Linked DNA regions of Ovis aries: region 1 is linked to region 2. A link is a contact called in public Hi-C data. All regions are on one chromosome and are shown on one strand. Each heading gives the region's core, a stretch centred on a gene start, on an enhancer-like site or on the middle of the called end of the contact. The rest is flanking DNA. Distances are from core to core; before and after follow the strand shown.

Region 1 (2,700 bases), core at 75-2,574, 38 kb before region 2:
GCTGACAAAGGCCTGTCTAGTCAAAGCTATAGTTTTTCCAGTAAGTCACGTATGGATGGGAGAGAGTTGGGACTATAAAGAAAGCTGAGTGCCAAAGAATTGATGCTTTTGAACTGTGGTGTTGGAGAAGACTCTTGAGAGTCCCTTGGGCTGCAAGGAGATCGAACCAGTCAAGCCTGAAGGAAATCAGTCCTGAATATTCCTTGGGAGGACTGATGCTGAAGCTGAAACTCCAGTACTTTGGCTATCTGATGCAAAGAACTGACTCATTGGAAAAGACTGATGCTGGGAAAGAGCAAAGGCAGGAGGAAAAGGGGACGACACAGGATGAGATGGTTGGATGGCATCACCGACTCAATGGACATGAGTTTGAGCAAGTTCTGGGAGTTGGTGATGGACAGGGAAGCCCAGCATGCTGCAGTCGATGGGGTTGCAAAGAGTCGGACACGACTGAGCAACTGAACTGAACCCGTTTATTTGTCTTGTTCATAGCGGCTTGGTGGGGCTAGAGTGTGTTCTGTGCATTTCTGCATCCCCCACACCCTAATAAATATTCCTCGAATCAATTATATTCGTGTATATAGATCACACACCCACACTCTAAAATTCCTCGAACTAATTATATTCATGTATATAGACCACAGACACACACACACGCATGCACGCATACACACATACATTCTCAACAAACGGGGCTTCCCAGGTGGCTCTAGTGGTAAAGAACCTGCCTGCCGGTGCAGAAGACATAAGAGATGAGGGTACAGTCTGTGGATTGAAAAGATCTCCTGGAGGAGGGCATGGCAACCCACTCCAGTATTCTTGCCTAGAGAATTCCAAGGACAGAGGAACCTGGCAGGGTATAGTCCGTGGCGGTCACAAAGACTGGGACACTACTGAAACTACTTAGCACCTGCGCGTAAAGACAAAAATCATTTCACCTTCAATACGTTGTTGTACTGGAGGCAGCACTGGGAGAAACGCCGACTCACTAAACACGATCTGAATCGTGTACATCTGGTTCGCTAGATTGTGATCTATACGAGGAGAGGGGCCTGGAACCCAGCGAGCACGGAACAGGTGCCCTAGAAAACCCGGATGTTCCCCCTCCGCAAGTGCGCGCCCTGCTCCAAGTGCTTCCCCACCGCACGTGGGACGCGGTGGGGCAGGACCTGGACTACGCTTCCCGGCGCTCCTCGCGCGCCCGGGGCGGGGCGGGGCTGAGGCTGGGGGCGGGGCCGGCTTTATAGGGAGGGGCCTGGGCGGGCCGGGGGCGGGGCCAGGGCGGGGCCGACTACAAAGCCCGCGGGGCAGGCGCTGAGGCGCAGGGTGCCCGCAACGCCGGCTGGAGCGCAGCGCAGCGCAGTGAGGCGCGCACGGCGGGAGCGGCCCGCGCGTGGACGGGCCTGGCGGCTAGACCGGCGCCCCTGCTGCCCCGCTCGCCCCCCCACCGCCCTCAATGAGCGCAGCCCCACGCGGCCCGGGTCCGTAGGCGGCGGGGCGCCCCCCATGCTGCTGCAGCCCGCGCCGTGCGCCCCGAGCGCGGGCTTCTCGCGGCCCCCGGCCGCCCCCGGCGCCATGCACGGCTCGCAGAAGGACACCACGTTCACCAAGATTTTCGTGGGCGGCCTGCCCTACCATACCACCGACGCCTCGCTCAGGAAGTACTTCGAGGGCTTCGGGGACATCGAGGAGGCCGTGGTCATCACCGACCGCCAGACGGGCAAGTCTCGCGGATACGGCTTCGTAAGTGGCCCCGCGGCCGGACGCTCCCGCCCCGCACTTATCGCGGCCGGGGCGCTGAGTCAAGCGGCGGGCGCACGCCAGCCCCGGGCGCCTCCCGCCGGCTCGGCACCTGCTGACCGTTCTCGGGCTGCAGCCGGTCCTGACCCCGTCTCCCTGCCCCCACGCCACGCCGGCTTTAAAAGGGAGAGCCGCTCTGTTCAATTAGAACTCTTCTAAGTTTGTGGAGAGGTTTTGGGGACAGCCGGCTACTTTTCGGCACTTCCTGGAGCAACAGGCGAGCGAGGAACAGGGCTTCACCCTGGGGCACCTAGGAGCCTTTGAGCAACCCGTGTTTTATTTTCCAGCAACTCCCAGACACCCCAAACAACCTGAGTCGGTTGAAGAGTCGGCCTGAAGACACTTCTCTTACTCCTTTTCTAACTAGGGTGTCCCCAAACCCCTCCCGTGAGGAAACTGGTGGTCCCCACGGGCCGGGTAGGCCAGGCCAGGACCCCTCCCTCCCTTCGGGTTTCGCTGTCGTCCCCGGGGATTGTTTTTGCCCTTCAAGGCCGCGTTTCTTAGCGCTTGAACTCGGAGGGAGGAGCTGGGGTCCAAGGGCAGCTTTGGGGTGGGGGCCCTAGGCTGGACGGGGGCTGGGCGGATGCCTTGGGTAGCGGGCACCTGGAGTCAGGAGAAGTGAATGCCGGGGTGCCTGGGCTCTAGAGCCCACTCTCTGCTTCCCCCACCTTCTGGGGAAGCCCCTGATGCCTCTGTGCTCTTCCAGGTGACCATGGCCGACCGGGCAGCCGCAGAGAGGGCTTGCAAAGACCCTAACCCCAACATCGATGGTCGCAAGGCGAACGTGAACTTGGCCTATCTGGGTGCCAAGCCGCGCAGCCTCCAGACGGGTGAGAGTCCCTGCTTTCCTGTGCTTCTGGTTGCTATATTCAGCCTTGGTATCTGCGGGGTGGAAGAGGC
Region 2 (2,700 bases), core at 79-2,578:
GCTAGTTATTTCCTCATCGAATGCTTTTAAGGTTTTTAAAGCAGGGAAGCCTACTTTTTAAAAATGAAAATATACAGAGAATAAGCTCCTAGTACAACTCCCCAGGATTAAACAGGACACACAATGAGATGTGAAGATTTTGTCATATTTGTCACTAATCCGTTTTCTTTTGAAGAAATAAAATGTTACAGATTACAGCTCAGTTCAGCTGTGACTCCCATGTTCCACCCACAGCCAACCTCAGTGGGAGTGGGGGCTGCAACCTCCTGCCTAGGCTTTTCCCTACATATTTATGCATGCATGCTAAGTCGCTTCAGTCATGTCTGACTCCATGCAACCCCATGGACTGTAGTCCACCAAGCTCCTCTGTCCATGGGGATTCTCCAGGCAAGATACTGGAGTGGACTGCCGTGCCCTCCTCCAGGGGATCTTCCCGACCCGGGGACTGAACCCACGTCTTCTGTCTGCTGCACTGGCCAGTGGGTTGTTCACTGCTTGCGCCACCTGGGAAGCCCCCATATTTATGGTGACAGTTAACTTGCAGTGTTGCTTTGTGTGCGCCGTTTACATAGCCTGCATGTGAGGGGTCTCATACAGCGCGCAGCACTCTGATTTTATGCGTTCCAGGTGAGGTCCTCTGATGACAGTCTTGGAGAGGGGTCCACCCTGGTCAGGAGGCTTTCCCTACCCTCACCTCACTCCCATCCCCACAGCTGCCCCAGTTCACAGGCCTGTGGCCCAGGCAGCCATACAGGGCTCAGAGGGGCCCCACACCAGGCTTAACACTCTGCTTTCTCTGTCTTGAAGTTCTTAGCAACTTTTGAACGAGGGGCCCACATTTTCATTTTGACTGGGCCCTACTGATTGTGTCGCCATTCTGATGACATGGAACATCTGCTGAGCCCCTATCCTATATCAGGCTCTGGCCCAGGCCTGCCAGAGCACGGATCAGCTCCATGAATCCTCCAAAGACTGTGAAAGACATGGTTCCCATCGACCCATTCTGCAGATGAGGACACTGAGGCTCAGTGAGCTCCTGACTCAGAAGCCCATGCCCTGAAACAAGAGGCCCACTTCAAAAGTCAAATCTGGCCCAGCCCCTTTTCTTTTAAAACCAAGGTCTGGAGAGTTGAAGGCTTCTGCAACAGACCTGGCCTGTGCGCCACAGAGCCACGTTCCGGCTTTCCCCACCAGAGCTGCCTGGCTTGTTGGTGCTGCCTGGGCCCCGGAGGCTGAATTCATTTCACCACACTTCCTCTCCCCACGGGGACTGTCTCAACTTGGGGTGAACCAACCCCAGGGTTAATCAGAGCGCCACTTCCTCTTCCCGGAGAAGACCTCTCACAACCTGCCTGCTATAATTAGCCCCCGGCCTACCCTCCCTGGCTGGGTGTGGCTGGGCCTGCGGCTGCTTCCCTTCTGGCCTTGCAGAGGGGTTTCCACGCTGCTTCTCAAGAACCCCAGGAGCCTGCAGGGCTGCGGTTGTGTAGGGGGGATGCTCAGGCTCCCAGGCCCAGGATGGGGATTCCTCCGGCTTCTGGACAGGCTCTCCCCTTCTCCCCCCTGACCCCCTGCAGCACCCCTACCCCAGGGGATATCAGGCAATGTCTGGAGGTATCTTTGGTTGTCATCGCTGGGCAGGGGGTGCTCCTGGAATCTCAAAAGAGGCTAGGGGAGCTGCCACACAGCCCTCAGTGCCCAGGCTGGTCTCACCACAGAGAATGTTCACGGGCTTGAGTCTGGGGGACAACATAGTAGTGAGTGGCCGGGGGGACAGCGGAGGAGAAGAGGTGGCCAGCATCAGAGTGGTGTCCTGCAGAGTGGACAGGACAGGATAATGTCTCATGGTGACAAGGGCCTTGTTGAGGAGGAGCTTGAAAGGGGCCCACTGAGCAGAGACTTGAGTGATGGGGGAGATCTTGGGGGGATATTTAGGGAGAGGGAGGCAGGTGCAAAGGTAGGTGGGAAAGGATTTTGAATGTGGGTGAGGAAGTGAGATGAAGCCCGGGAGGAAGACAGGGGTCATTTCCTGCAGAGTCTCACGGGCTGAGAAACAGGAGTTTCACTTTTTGTTGTTTAGTTGCTAAGTCGTGTCCAACTCTTTTGTGACCCCACTAACTGTAGCCTGCCAGGCTCCTCTGTCCATAAAATTTCCCAGGCAAGAATACTGGTTGCCATTCTTCTCTCCAGGGGATCTTCCTGACCCGGGGATTGAGCCTGTCTCCTGCTTGGCAGGTAGATTCTTTACCACTGAGACACCTGGGAAACCCAGGAGTTTCACTGGCAGCCTCTAAAAACAAAAGTGCTGAGAGGACTGGATGGGGTGTTCAGCTTGAATTGGGTGCCCCCTGGCCAAGTGATTTTGGAAAAATTACTCTTTGGGGCTCCAGTCCCCTCTCTGTCACCCTAGGGGCAGTGCTATGATCCAGTCCTCCCAGGGGCCTCCTGTGAGGGGCTGGGATCAGGACTCAGGTGGGTAGGTGACTTTCCATTCTGTTCTGAGTGTATAAGAGTGACCCACGAGAGCTATAAACTTGAGTCCCAAGTGTGGGTGACCTCCAAGACCCAGGCAAAGGTCCATCAAGCTCAGGCGTCATTGCAAAGTGGACAAGTGTCCACAGGACTGTTGGAGAGCCCTCTTCAACAGCGACCCCATGTGGTAGTAAGCGGCCATGGCCGCAGTGAAGTTTAGGGGAACAG

Evidence for each region. A called contact is a pair of places that touch in the nucleus more often than the background predicts.
Region 1: a contact with region 2 is called in a Hi-C map of muscle, with 1.9 times the contacts expected there. The contact joins the promoter of RBM38 here to the enhancer-like site in region 2. A contact is called at or near these places in 6 of 16 Hi-C or Micro-C datasets (blood, liver, muscle and 1 more).

The regions. Positions count from the first base shown.
Region 1 is chr13:58,433,646-58,436,345 of ARS-UI_Ramb_v3.0, reverse strand. It overlaps RBM38 (RNA binding motif protein 38), which reads left to right and starts at 1,324. Exons shown (of 4, transcript XM_060396987.1): 1 at 1,324-1,743; 2 at 2,507-2,630. The coding sequence starts at 1,507.
Region 2 is chr13:58,395,944-58,398,643 of ARS-UI_Ramb_v3.0, reverse strand. RBM38 (RNA binding motif protein 38) reads left to right here. Exons shown (of 4, transcript XM_060396987.1): 4 at 1-202. Among named protein-coding and RNA genes, the nearest start is that of RBM38, 38 kb to the left of the region's middle. Within about 2 kb of position 1,328, at least 5 of the 54 cell types and tissues checked have an H3K27ac peak or open chromatin away from gene starts, as enhancers often do.